Linked DNA regions of Mus musculus: all the other regions are linked to region 4. Evidence: chromatin contacts called from public Hi-C, HiChIP or PLAC-seq and promoter capture Hi-C data. All regions are on one chromosome and are shown on one strand. The core of a region is the stretch at or near the end of the contact, and the rest is flanking DNA. Distances in the headings are between cores, read along the strand shown.

The links. Promoter capture Hi-C pulls out the DNA fragments that hold promoters and counts their contacts. A called contact is a pair of places that touch in the nucleus more often than the background predicts. HiChIP or PLAC-seq counts read pairs in DNA pulled down with a chosen protein or histone mark.
Region 1: an H3K27ac HiChIP or PLAC-seq map of microglia shows a contact between it and region 4, with 4 times the contacts expected there. The contact joins the promoter of Rtl6 here to the promoter of Ttll12 in region 4. A contact is called at or near these places in 1 of 39 promoter capture datasets (embryonic stem cells) and 1 of 115 datasets of contacts at active chromatin or transcription factors (microglia).
Region 2: a contact with region 4 is called in a promoter capture Hi-C map of neural stem cells. The contact joins the promoter of Pnpla3 here to the promoter of Ttll12 in region 4. A contact is called at or near these places in 2 of 39 promoter capture datasets (embryonic stem cells and neural stem cells) and 1 of 115 datasets of contacts at active chromatin or transcription factors (forebrain).
Region 3: a contact with region 4 is called in a Hi-C map of B cells, with 5 read pairs. The contact joins the enhancer-like site here to the promoter of Ttll12 in region 4. A contact is called at or near these places in 2 of 39 promoter capture datasets (the C10 cell line and cranial neural crest), 1 of 484 Hi-C or Micro-C datasets (B cells) and 3 of 115 datasets of contacts at active chromatin or transcription factors (bone marrow-derived macrophages, large pre-B cells and pancreatic cancer cells).

What each region holds. Positions count from the first base shown.
Region 1 is chr15:84,556,458-84,559,834 of GRCm38.p6, reverse strand. It overlaps Rtl6 (retrotransposon Gag like 6), which reads left to right and starts at 2,012. Exons shown (of 1, transcript NM_177630.4): 1 at 2,012-3,377. The coding sequence starts at 2,642. The coding sequence ends at 3,373.
Region 2 is chr15:84,166,228-84,169,726 of GRCm38.p6, reverse strand. It overlaps Pnpla3 (patatin-like phospholipase domain containing 3), which reads right to left and starts at 1,911. Exons shown (of 8, transcript NM_054088.3): 1 at 1,667-1,911. The coding sequence starts at 1,853. Mir6392 (microRNA 6392) reads right to left here and starts at 1,457; the gene lies at 1,350-1,457.
Region 3 is chr15:83,074,095-83,077,307 of GRCm38.p6, reverse strand. Gm41366 (a long non-coding RNA gene) reads left to right here. Exons shown (of 3, transcript XR_875504.1): 3 at 834-1,632. Among named protein-coding and RNA genes, the nearest start is that of Gm41366, 6.5 kb to the left of the region's middle. Within about 2 kb of position 1,512, at least 30 of the 459 cell types and tissues checked have an H3K27ac peak or open chromatin away from gene starts, as enhancers often do. A contact at or near this core is called in B cells, where this site is marked.
Region 4 is chr15:83,593,851-83,597,332 of GRCm38.p6, reverse strand. It overlaps Ttll12 (tubulin tyrosine ligase-like family, member 12), which reads left to right and starts at 2,176. Exons shown (of 14, transcript NM_183017.2): 1 at 2,176-2,384. The coding sequence starts at 2,223. Gm52182 (a long non-coding RNA gene) reads right to left here. Exons shown (of 2, transcript XR_003951515.1): 2 at 1,887-2,996.

The DNA.
Region 1 (3,377 bases), core at 763-3,262, 960 kb before region 4:
CAGCAACATATGGCATTTCTCTCCAAGGCACTGGGGGACCTTAGAATTACACTGTCCATCACGGCTGAACTGCAGCCCCTTTGTAGCCCACAGCATCCAGGGACCTGGGAGGTACCACTGTGGTTCTGAGAGCCTGACACACAAGGGGATGGATGCCCAGGTATGTTCAGAAACACGGTGTGTGTGTGGGGGGGGGGGTGAAGAGGGAGCCCAATCCAGAACAAGTTTGAGTTTGAACTCCTTGGCCTCAGTCAAGGTGACAGCAGCCCCTGCCTCCCCCTGATTTTGGAGACCTTGCAGAAGTGGCATGAGGGTACACTGTCCTATCCTCTCTTGCTTCATGCTCTGGAGAGTTCTTGATGGCTGAAAATATACAGTCTGGAGCAAGGGAATGCAAGAGTTCTTTTTGCTAGCCTACCACAGGCAGTTCTGCTAGGCTCCTCCTGGAACCTAGCAAAGGCTTACGTCATCACCTGCCTGCTACCAGGTGCAGGTGGCCTGGCAGGGCTACCCCAGTTCTCTCTCTCTCTCTCTCTCTCTCTCTCTCTCTCTCCTCTCCCTCCCTCTCCCCTTCTCCCTCCCTTCCCTTCTCCATTTCTCTCTACTCCCATGTGTTCCTGGCTGGCTTATCTCTCCTTTCTGTCCTCCTCTGCCCCCCTTCTCTGCCCCCATGGCTCTACTCCTGTCTTTCTCCTTCTAACCTTTCTCCATGTCCTCACTCCCCTCTGTTCCCCCAGATAAACCTCCTTACACCAGGTCTGTAGTGTGGTGTGATTTTTTTTCCAGGGGCCACCCCTCACGAGCACAGCATTAGATTCTATAACACTCTCATAGTGTGGATACCCTCAGCCACAATCCCTCACTCCAAGACCAAAATCTATAGACCGAATGAACACATCTCCACCCCAGGTCTGTCTCCCACCTGCAGTCACTCTCGCTAGACTGCATCATAGGAGGGCTTCACAGATGGTATTGTCTCTCCCAGTTTATCCCAGTATGGAACTGACCATGAGGAACAACTGTCAGAGGAAGGGGCTAAGACTCACATAAACTATGCTCACAAAATTCAGCGTGTAAGGTAAGTTGGCCATCTATCAAGAGGGCAGGCAGGAGTAAAAGGTAGCACAGGCTTTCGGTGAAGCCCTAGGCAATAATAGAAAGACATGCTTCTGTATTACCTCCCCTAGGAAAATCTCAAAATTCAATGTGACTAGGGAGACATGACCATCTACAAGGCACAAAAGTCAATGTTTCCTATTAGGATACTAATGGGAAAATGGTGGACTATTGAACAAGATGGTGTGTGTGTGTGTGTGTGTGTGTGCGCGCGCGCGCGCGCGCGCGCGTGTAGAACACTGAGGGGAACTGTAATGTTTCTGCTTTGTTTTTGAAAGACGTTTCCAAGGATGGGGATTCAGCTCAGTGGTGGCATGCTTGCAAGCATGAGGCCCTGGGTTTAACCTTCAACATTGTGCACGGAGGGCTATGGCACTCAGAGCAAGTAACCCCAGCACACCCGGGGTGGCAACCGAAGGATGAGAGGGTCGTAGTCATCCTTGGCTACATTGTGGGTTCAGAGCCAGTATTGAATTCCCACAATCCACCACGGGGAATGTAGAGGCAGGAGAGGTTCAAGGTCATTTCTGGCTACTTTCTGAGTTTTCCAGACCAGTCTGGTTTACAGGAGACTGCCTCAAAAAAAAAAAAAAATAGTTTTCTTGTCAAGATCTGCTACCATGATCATACAGTTCATGCGAATGGTGTTCAAATCACAGGAAGAAAAATCAATCTCACTTAAAAAAAAAAAAAAGATACTGTCTCTGAGAGGCTCCGCGAGCGGCCTGGGTAGGAATCGTAAAGAAGATAATCTTTCCAAGACTATCTAATTTCCAAGCTAATCTTTCCAAGATTTCAGCTGGCAGAAGCCAAGCTCCTCGCTAATAGGCTGTTGAGAAAGGCGCAGGTGCGTCACTTCCGGAAGGCAAGGTCCCGGCCGCTGCTCCGAGAGCGAGCGGTCTCTATGGCAACCAGCAGGCCCTGGCCCAGTTGCCAGGTTCCCAGCGGCCGTCTAGCTGGCCGCGCCTGCACAAAGACCGCGCGGTGACCGCGCAGCGCAGCGCCGGGACCAGGTCAAGCCAGCCCCGCAGGAATTGCCACCCCCGCCGCCGCTGCCCGGAAAGCAGTTCCGGCGGCCTCCGTGACGTACAGGCCGGGCGCGGCCTCGACCCTCGGGCCATCTTGGCAGCGGAGGGAGCAGCGGAGCGACAGGTACATACGCCGCCCAGCCTGGGCCAGCCCAGGTGCCGACGCCTTTGTTCACGCGCGGGTGGTCGCATGGCACCGGTGGTCAGTGCCTGCATCCGCAGCCCGAGCTCCGGCAGGTGCATCCTGCAAAGTCTGGCAGGTCCGCGCATCTCGTAAGGCCTGGGCAGATCCAGCCTATGCATTCTACAAGGGCTATCCAGCTCGAGCATCCTTCAGGGCCTGGGCAGGTCCAGCCAGCGACCCACACTTTGATCCTGCGAAGCTTGCAGAAAGGAACTGCATCCAGGACAGGACCAGCGTCCTCAGGCTTGCTTCAGCATCCAAGGCCTTGCGCTCTGGTTCTCCAGGTACCTGTGGCTTAACTTTGGCCGCCAGCATGGTCCAACCTCGGACCTCCAAAACTGAAAGCCCAGCCTCTGCCCCTGGTGCCAGCGCTCAGATGGATGACGTAGTTGACACCCTGACCTCTCTGCGCCTCACCAACTCCGCGCTGAGGCGCGAGGCCTCCACACTGAGGGCGGAGAAGGCCAACCTCACCAACATGCTGGAGAGTGTGATGGCCGAACTAACTCTGCTGCGCACCCGAGCGCGCATCCCTGGCGCTCTACAGATTACTCCACCTATCTCTGCCATCACCTCCAATGGGACCCGACCCATGACCACGCCACCCACCTCACTGCCTGAACCCTTCTCAGGAGACCCTGGACAGTTGGCAGGGTTCCTGATGCAGATGGACAGGTTCATGATTTTTCAAGCCTCCCGCTTCCCCGGTGAAGCCGAGAGAGTGGCCTTCCTGGTATCCCGTCTGACTGGGGAGGCGGAGAAGTGGGCCATCCCCCACATGCAACCAGACAGCCCTTTGCGAAACAATTACCAGGGGTTTCTGGCTGAGCTCCGCAGAACCTACAAGTCCCCGCTGAGGCACTCAAGGCGAGCACAAATCCGGAAGACATCCGCGTCCAATAGGGCTGTGCGGGAGCGAGAGCGGGAGCGCCAGATGTTGTGTCGCCAACTGGCCGCAGCTGGCACAGGATCCTGCCCGGTGCATCCAGCCTCCAACGGGACCAATCCCGCACCAGCCTTGCCCTCTCGTGGCCGGAACCTTTAAGGAC
Region 2 (3,499 bases), core at 662-3,161, 570 kb before region 4:
ACACTGGTAGCCAATTGCACCTACCTCCTCTGTCAAGTCCAGCCAAATGCTCAGATGCCCCAAACACCTGTGCCCGTTCCAAGCCCTGGGCAATGCACCTTAGCAGCTCCCACCAGAGATAATCTGTAATTTTGTGCCCTCTCTGTGACCTGACAGGATAGCCCCAGGCTGTCCCTGTCTTCTGAGCAGTTACAAACACCCCACTTTATCATTGGTTCTCAATCTTCCCAGTGCTGGAACTCTTTAATACAGTCCCTCATGTTGTGGTTGCCCCCCCAAATATACAATTATTTTCGATGATACTTCATAATGTAATTTTGCTGTTATGAATCATAAGTATCTGTTTCCCAATGGTCTTTGATGACTCCTGTGAAAGGGTCATTAGACCCCCAGAGAGGCTGTGACCCACAGGTTGAGAGAACCATTGCTCTATATGAAAGTGGGTGTACTTAAGATTCCTGGAGTCAATGCATTTAAACCATGTCCCAATAATCATCCATCGCTATTGGGCTCAGAGCCCTCCATTTAAGAACTAACTGCCTTTAGTGCCGAAGCCCAGGGTGTGCAATGGCCACTGGACTAATCTAGTCTTTCCAGAGGCCACTCTCACTGCCCTTTACTCCTGGCTCCCTCCTCACTGGGAAACCCAGACAAGCAGGCACACAGCCAGATTTGCTTGTCTTCTAATCCCTGATTCTCATCGGCTCAGGGTCTGCTCACCGATCCCATCCAATGGCAGAGCTCCGCTCATCAGCAGGGGCTTTCCCCTGCCTGCCAAAGTCTCTCCCTGCTGGCTGTGGCCAGCAGAGAGCAAAGAGTAAAGTGTTAAAGAGGCCCCAGATCAAAGAGGGTTGATGTGGGACATTGTCATGCAGCCTGGGGACCTTTGGGTGTCAGCAGTCCGCCCCCCCCCCCGTGGGCACTTAGCCAAGCCCTGCCCACAACCCCAAAAGCATCCGGCTATGACACTGGGAAGAGAAGGCATCACATCCTAGTAGTTTAGTGGGGGAGAGGAGAGTACTCGCCTCCTCTCGCTCATGGGTGCATGGGCAAATGTTTAATTAGGCCAAGATTCAAATGCCCTGAATGTCAGTGACATCGATCTGGGAAGGGCCGCTTATCTAGGCTAGTGAAGACAGGAGAGAGTGGAACTGGATCTGTCTGGGAACCCATTCCAGCTTCTAGGGAGTGTTCCAAATATTTCTCTAATCCACGTACCCCGCCCCCACCAGCCACCTCTAAAGGCAACCGGAGCATTGGACTGCCACTAAGGGTGTTCTAGTCTGGGTGCCTTCTGCCCTTCCTGGCGGCACCAGCCATGGGACACTAGCCAGAGCCACACAGGACAAACCTTCTGCGGCTCAGGGACCAGAGGACCCGGCAAACCTGCGTCGTTCCCTGCTGCTCAGGGATGACCCAGCTGACAGGACCAGGGCGCCAGAGCGGGTCAGGAAGAAGATGCTCGGAGCGCGTCTGCTCCAGCCGGCCCCGGGAAATCCCACGCCAGGTGACAGGCCCAGGGTCTCCAGCTGAGTGCTCAACGGCACCGGGAAGGATGAGAGCTCTCCGGACAGGTTTCTTCGGGCACCCCGGAAAGTGTTACCGATTCCCCAGGTGTAGCAACCCCTCCCCGCACGCGGGGCCTGGGTAGTGGCCGTGGACGCACCGAGAGGGAGACTGCACACGAAGGTGACCGCGTGCAGTGCACCGGCCGAGCAGCCAAAGAAAGTGCGCGCATCGCGGAGGAGGTGCGGGGCGCGCTCGCTCAGACATAGCGTAGCCCCGACGTGGTAGAAGCCCAGGAAGCCGCAGCCTGCAAACGACAGGCTCCAGCGGCGCTCTGGGTCATACATGGTGCTTGAAGCTCCGGGCGGCGCTGCAGTTCAGCTCTGCTCCCGGTGTTGCTGCTCTGAGCTTAAAGAGCCGCAGCCGCCTAAGCTGTCTTCGGGTGACGTCAGCTGAGGCCCCGCCCCACTAGGACCATGCAAATAAGCCAGTGGGAGGCCCAATGGGCGTACTGGACTCATGCCCCGCCCCATGTCCCTCCCGCGTGGGCTTTCCCAAATCCTAGGCTTGGATGCTTGCTGGGCAGAATGGCTCTTTGAATACCCTTTTCTTTCAGGTTCTGGATGGCACGCCGGTGGCACTCTCTCCTTTTCTTTATTACACGAGAGATGCTACCATCCACATGCTGTCTTTCCTTTATTTTCATGTAGGGTGTCTGTTTTTGCAGTTATTTATTTTGCTTTCTGTTCGTTTTTAATTCATGGAGAGAGGTTTTCTTCCTCCCTTCCTTCCTCCCTCCCTCCTTCCCTCCCTCCCTCCCTTCCTTCCTTCCTTCCTTCCTTCCTTCCTTCCTTCCTTCCTCTTAAAAAGATACTTAGGCTCCCCGCCCCCATGTTTATGAGTATTTTGTCTGCATGTATGTCTATGCACCATGGGTGTGCAGTGACCAAGGAGGCCATAAGAGGACGTTAAACCTCCTAGAACTGGAGTTGCAGAGGATTGTGAGCCATCGCGTGGATTCTTGGACTCCACTCTGGTGCTCTGTAAGAGTAGTTGTGGCCTCTACCGCTGAACCATCCTTTCAGCGCCTTGTTTAATTTTACAGTACTAAGAACTGAACCTCGGCCCTCCTGCATGCTAGGCAAAGGCTCTACCACTGAGCTGCCCTGGGTTCCTTTTTCTTTTAACCAGCTGCCTCCTTCAGTGACTCAGCCTGGACTTCAGCCTCTGGCCCCTTTGCCACAGCCTCCTAAGTAACTAAGACTACAGGAAGACAACACCAGGCAGGGAGGACCTGAAGTTTCCATGTACAAGTGTCACTTATAAATAAAATATGTGATTGGCCGGTGCCAATGAAGGCAGGAGTAAGGAAAGCTGGGAGCTAGATGGTTTGTGGTCCTGTCTGTGCCTCTTCTGACTACAAAGTATCTTTGACCAAGTATAGCAATACAATTTGTACACTACTCTTTTTTTTCTTTTTTTTTTTTTTTAGATTTATTTATTTATTTATTATATATAAGTACATTGTAGCTGTCTTTCAGACGCACCAGAAGAGGGCATCAGATCTCATTACGGGTGGTTGTGAGCCACCATGTGGTTGCTGGGATTTGAACTTCGGACCTTCGGAAGAGCAGTCGGTGCTCTTACCCACTGAGCCATCTCACCAGCCCCTGTACACTACTCTTTAATAGAATATTTTAGTTAAAATTTATTTTTAATATTCTTATGTGTATGGGTGTTTTGGCTGCATGCATAGCTGTGTACCACATTCAGGTTTAGTACCCATGAAATCTAGGAGAGAGTATTGGACTCTTGAGCATCTTCTTCCCAGCCCACTCCGGCACTCTGGTTTGGAATGCCCCCCCCCCACACACACACACACTTGGGTCCTACCAGCTGGGGCATCCCTGGAATTGGAGTCACAGACAGTTGTTAATCACTCTATGGGTGCTGGGAACCTAACCCAGGTCCTATGGAGAAGCAACATATGAAC
Region 3 (3,213 bases), core at 263-2,762, 520 kb after region 4:
GGCGAAAGCCACCATGCCTGGGGCTATGTGCCATTCTTTTTTTTAAGATTTAGTTTTGTGGGGCTGGAGAGATGGCTCAGCAGTCAAGAGCACTGGCTACCCTTTTCGAAGATAGGTGTTCTGTTCCCAGCCATGGCCACCAACAACTGGTTGTAACTCCAGTTGCAGCAGATCCACACCTTCCATGGCCTCTGCAGGGATGCTGGCACTCAGGAGCAGAGGCAGGCAAATCTCTGAGTTTGAGGCTAGCCTGGTCTACAGAGTAAGTTCCTAGACAGCCAGGGCTACACAGAGAAACCCTGTCTCAGAATAAAAGAAAAACTATTTTGCCAAGTGTGATGGCACATGTCCCTGGAATACCAGCACTTGAGAGGCAGAGGTAGAGGCAGAAGGGCTGCTGAAAGTTAGAGACTGGCTTGGTCTCCATAGCAACTTTCAGGCATTGCAGGATCTGACTTTAAAGGAACAGAATAGAATGGCCTTTCCCAGTGTAGCTTTAAGGCCCGACTCCACCCACCCAGTCCATCCTGGGCCTCTGTCTTGTCGGCTGTAAACGGCTGTGCACACTGTCATTGGCTGTGAGGCTTAAACCAGCCAAGGGCTCAGAGGTTTGCCTGGCACAGGTGGGTCTTGAGGCTCCTTAGCCGTCAATTGACCAATTCCTTAGTCAAGACATAATGTGCTCAAACTTAGGGGGCTGCAGACATCACCAGGAGATGCTCTGCCAGGAAGAGGGCAGAAGCAAATGTGTTTGATGGGAGCAGAGAAAACTCTCTGAATGTACACACCTAGCCTTTATTTATGTGTGTGTGTGTGTGTTTAATGTGTTCTAGGGATCTGAAGAGTTCATCGTGTTTGCCGGCAAGCACTTTACCAGCTGAGCCGCATCCCCAGCCCCACCCACTTGTGGACTTCTTCAAGTGAGCATGTCGCTATCCTTGGTCCTCCTAGTGATGGGGAAGGCAGGACGGATGGAGGCACGTTGTTGTTAGGAAGAGCCTGAGGAGGCTGCTGTGGATCTTACTGTTTGCATAGGAGAGGGAGGCCATTTCCAGCTCAGGAAACAGCCTGACCACAGGCGTGGAAGAGAATGTCTAACGGGCAGAGGGACTGGCAGGAAGTCCTGCGGCACAGGCGGAGGGGCACAGAGGACGTGGGAGTCAATCTCACCTGTAAACACACATTGCGCAATCGAACGCGGCGTGATGCCAGCTCAGAAACGTGAGCGATTGTTGGTTTTGAATCGGCTCTAGCTGCGTTATGCGGTTTTTCTTTGTTCATTTCTCACACGTTATAGGGTGCTCTTGCCAGAGACTTGTCAATACCCGTCTCTTCGAGGATCCAGCTGTGGCTCCACTGATTCGCTCTTGGTTTTATCCTTGACAGATCTGTTTCCTCTGTGATTTCCCTCCTTCCTATTTTGTTATCAGCTACCAGTTATCAGCCTTGGGTTTTCTGTTCTGTGGTGGGCACTGAAGGTTACGCCTCCCCGGAGCCTTGCTTTAGAATGAATGTCCTTCTAGGTTCATCTCCTGATGACCTCACTGTCTTAGTTCTGAGTAGTTTCTTGTTTCCCTTCCCTTTTCTTTCTTTCTTTTTTGTTTTTTGTGTTTTGTTTTGTTTTGAGACAAGGTTTCTCTGTGTAGCCCTAGCTGTTCTGGAACTCATTCTGTAGACTAGACCAGACTGGCCTCAAACTCAGACATCCCTCTGTCCCACTCCACATACACACCCATGTTGGGATTAAAGGCATTCTTTTTTAGAAATATTTATTTATTTATTATATGTTAGTACACTATAGGCGTCTTCAGACACCCCAGAAGAGGGCATCAGATCTCATTACAGATGGTTGTGAGCCACCATGTGGTTGCTAGGATTTGAACTCAGGACCTTCGGTAGAGCAATCAGTGCTCTTAACCATTGAGCCATCTCTCCAGCCCCAATTAAAGGCATTCTTAAGTTTCTTGTTTTCTTCTGAGGTTTCCCTTACCTTTAAAAACACTTTTTTAAAAGACAGGCTCTTATGTAGCACCAGCTATCCTAAAATTGACAATGTAGCCATGGCTGTCTTTGAACTCTTTTGCATGTGTGTGTGTGTGTGTGTGTGTGTGTGTGTGTGCGTGTGTGATGTCTGTATGTATATGCATACATTTGTGTGTATGTGGTTGTGTGCGCCACAACACACATGTGGAAGTCAGGGGATAGCCTTGGGTAACAGTTTTTACCGTCATCCTTTTGGGACAGGGATGTTTGTGGTAAGGTCCAGGCTTAGCTGACCCACCAGTTCCAGGGATTCTCCTGCCTTTCATCTCACCATAGGAGCACTAAGATCACAGGCACACTGTGTACCTGTGTTTACACGTGTCTGGGCACGGCACTCAGGTTTACACACTTGTATGGCCGGTGTATTTACTTGCTGAGCCCCCTGCCAGCCCAGCTCTGATCCTCCTGGCTCCACCTCCCCTAGTTCTGGGGATACAGACCTATGCTGCCACACTGGTTCATCCTAAACTCATATAGTAGCTCCTTCATGAACTGCAATGTCAAAACATGGGTTTAAAACAGTTTTGTGATCTATGTCTAATAGCACAGCCCTGTGGCCAAGTATCATTTGCTGTGTTCAGTGACCTGCTGTATACACAATTGTTTGAGTCTTCTTGAGCACTTGGAAAGGTGTGCCCTCCCACTCCTGACACAGCCTGTTGCTGTCCACTGATCCCACTGTCTCTGCTTTGAACTGCTGCTTCATAACCATGTACTGGGTGGTTAGTGTGTCCTCTGTGTGACAGTCACAGGCATCATGTCACTCAGGCTTGTCTTCAAAGGCTCCTGCTGAGGGAGGCACCGTTGGCTGGCACCCTCCGACTGTTGTACCTTAGGCCACTTTGGCATTCAGGTCAAAACCACATTCCTGTTCCTCCTGCCCTGGTGGCTCCCAGCCAGTGACTCCACCAGGGAGTCCTGGAGTCAGGCCATTTCTGACTGGCACCCAACTCCTGTACACTGGCAGTTGTTGCTTGGCCTGGGCATAGTCTTCTTAGAGCCTTGCTGGAGTCTGCGATCTCTTTTTCTTCCTCTTTCCTTCTGTGTCTTTTCACAGATGAGTCTAAGACTCCCGTAGTCTCCCTCACACCCTCTTCCCTCTGCGCTTAGAGCCCTCTCCAGTATCAGAGTACCCAATGACTTGGTATTTGCTCTTATAGAATGTTAGTC
Region 4 (3,482 bases), core at 927-3,426:
CAGATCTCTGAGTTAGAGGCTGGTCTAGTCTTCAGAGAAAGTTCCAGGATGACCAAGGCTACACAGAGAAACCCTGTTTCAAAAAAGCCAGATAGATAGATAGATAGATAGATAGATAGGCCGACCGACTGACTGATAAATAAATACCATAGTCTAGTCAAGTGTAGTGGCTCACAACTTGATTCCCAACACTTGGGAGGCAGAGGCAAATGGATCTCTTGTGAGTTCCAGGCCAACTTGCTCTACATAGTGAGTTTCAAGACAGCTAGGGCTATATAGTGAGACACTGCCAGGGTAAAAAAAAAAAAAAAAAAAAAAAAAAAAAAAGTCCAAAGTGCCTTAAGCCTGAATAAAGTCTGAATACAAATCGATTCAATTTGCTAGGTAAAACTGAGGGAGGTTTTTCTAGGATCCAGAAAGAGGCCGCTGCTGTTTCCTAGCCCATGGTGGCCCCCTGCCCTTGGGGTGGAGGCAAACAGCCAACACTAGGCTATCTAACTAGAGCACCAGGGTTAGTGATACTTGCCAGTCACCAGGGACAGGGATGGAATCTTCTAAAATTGTGCTTTATTCATAGAGTCAGCAATCGGAGAAGGCAGCATTAGATCCTTAAAGGGGGCTGGAGAGGTTGCTCAGTGGTTAAGGGCACTGGCTGCTCTCACAGAGTACTGGGATTCAGTTCCTAGCATCCATATCTGTTCTCAAACATCCATAACTCCAGTTCCAGGTGATCTAGAACACCCAGAACTTCTCCTAACCTCTGCTGTTGTAAGGTAATTCCACCAGAGAATACACACAGACTCTCTGAAAGCTGAAGAGAGTCTGTGTTGCTGGCTGGAAGCTGCTTGGCGAACTTCCCAAAATCACCCAGCCCCGTCCTCACAGTTTCTCTCTCTTATGCAAGGATATTCAAACCATCACATACATCTATTGAAAAAAATTTTAAACTACCCTCTATCTCATCTCCATCTAGCAAATTATATGATGAAATGATCCATGCAGTCATTGATTGATTGTTGAGGGCTTGTGGGTATATGAGTCCATGCATACAGGGAGGGAGTGTGCCATGTGCAAGTGGAGGCTAAAAGAAGATATTGGGTATCCTCATCTGCCTTTCTCTGCTTAATTTCTTGAGACAGAGTCTTTCTCTGAATTTAGGGCTCTCTTTTCCTCGATAGACAGGAAGCAAGAAAGCGGCTGGAGGTGGTAACTTATGCCTTTAATCCCAACACTTGGGAGGCAGAGGCAAGCTGATCTCTGCACTTGTGGAATAACCCTTTTGATGGCACACCAAGTTATCACAACCTTTGAATTCAACAAGGCATTCCAAGGACTGAGAAGGCTCCTCCAATCCCTAGAAAGATCTGTCCACCTTTGAGATATAACTAGGATCCCCACACGCTGGTGTCTCCCAATGCTTGACAGGTGGAGGGAGGAAGGGTTCAAGGCCAGCCTTCGAAACAAAGTGAGTTTCTTGGTCAGATTAGTCTGAGCTGAATGTGACCCTGTGGCAATATGATGATGATAACCAAGCCCTAGCAAATGGCTCAGTGGTAAAGCATTTGCCATGCAATCTTAATGACTTGCGTTTGATAAAAATGGAAAGAGAACAGACTCTACAATGTTTTGTTCTTTGCTTTCCACAAGTGCGCTGTGACACACACACAAACACACACACACACACACACACCAAAACAAAATAAAACAAAACAAGTCTGGGAAAATGGCTTAGTAGTTAACTGCTCTTGCAGATGACCCGGTTTGGATCCCAGCACCCCATGTGTAATTCCAGTTCCAAGGGACCTGACGCAGTCTCCTAACCTTCATGAGCCATATATGCACTTACATACACACTCATACACGTAAAATAAAAGCACTCACACACGTAAAATAAAAAAATAAAAATTTTAAACTAAAATTAAAAAAAAAATTCAGGCGAAACAAGATTGCAACCAGCGCAAGGGGGAGCACCTTCTGCCTCTTCCCGACCCCCTCCCCATCTCAGCTTCACCGGCTCCTTGAGGACAATCTCTCCTGATTCTGACTCTCTGGGGCTTCTAAGCAGCGTTCCCAGAATCCCTCGCGGCAGTCCTGGGATGAATGGAGAAGACACGCCCCCAGCGCGCGTGCGCACTCTTGGAACCTCGCAACCCAGGACGCAGGCGCGTGCGCGCCGTCCGCTTAAATCCTGCGGTGGGCGGCGCCGTGCTCTTCCGAGCACTATGGAGATCCAGTCCGGGCCGCAGCCTGGCAGTCCCGGCCGCGCCGAGAGGCTGAACGCGCGGCTGCTGGACGAGTTCGTGTCGCTGCACGGCCCTACGCTGCGCGCCTCGGGAGTCCCAGAGCGACTATGGGGCCGCCTTCTGCACAAGCTGGAGCACGAGGTACGAGATGGCACGGGCTGCGGGCAGGCTATGCGGTCGAGTGGGGAGCACAGCTCAGCAGCTCTGAAGGGGAGCCACTTATAAGTTCAGGAGCAGGATGTACCTGGGAGTCAGAAGGGTACAGGCCGAGAGATGCGCCTGTGCCGCCATCCTGCAGGGTTATGGGCCCGCCGAGGATGCGCAGGGACCTGCAAACCGGCATGCGCTTGGCTCGCAGCATCCCAACGCCTCGGTTGATATATTAAGAGTAGAACTCGCGACTCCACTTACGGATGAGGAAACTGAGGCTCCGGCGGATGCAGGAGCTCCTGTTAGATTCAAGCTACACCGGCATCATTTCAGTCAGCTCTGTGCAGCTCTGCTTAGTCCGTAGAACTCTGTGGAGTTGTTTCCCACGGCGTGAGTAGCAGGTCTCCCTTTGTACACTAAAGAGAATGGAGGCCCTGAGACATGGAGACGACGCTAAGAGAGGGTTTAGAAGGTCTCCCCCATCTTTTGAGAGAATGGCTCCATCCTTCACCTGAGCTAGGCTTCCACGGGGTGCCCGGCTTCTTCCGTCGGAGAACAGGGTTTGGGTGATGAAGACAGCAGCTGCTAGGCTGGGCGGAGGGTCTTTTGCGAAGCAAGAGCTTGGTTTTTCACAGGACACCACCTCCTATCTGAGACCCACTAAGCCTTCAGGTGACTGGGAGAGTCCAAAAGCTAGGATTCCCCGGTGCCTCTCAATGGGGTAGGCTTACCCTCTTTGATCTAGTTCCACACTGTGTATGGGCCAGATATTTCCTGGTTAAGCCTATACGTAGGGCTGTACTGCAGCTCACTATAGCATGCTGGCGGTTGGGAGGCGCCTCAATCCTTAGCCCTGTGGGACAGTAAAAGAGGAGGAGCCAGCCTTGTGCTAGTGTTACATTGTTGATGGTCCTGGGCAATACCGTGAGGTTATAACTGGCCGTCAGCCCCAGGGCAAGCAGCTGTAGTGACCGGTTTGGTAGGTGGAGTATTAAGTGATTTCTCTACTTCAGTCTGATTATCAGATATTACTACATCATTGGTCGAGGCTCATCTGTCAGTGGCACCTCCTTACAGAGGGTTACTTAC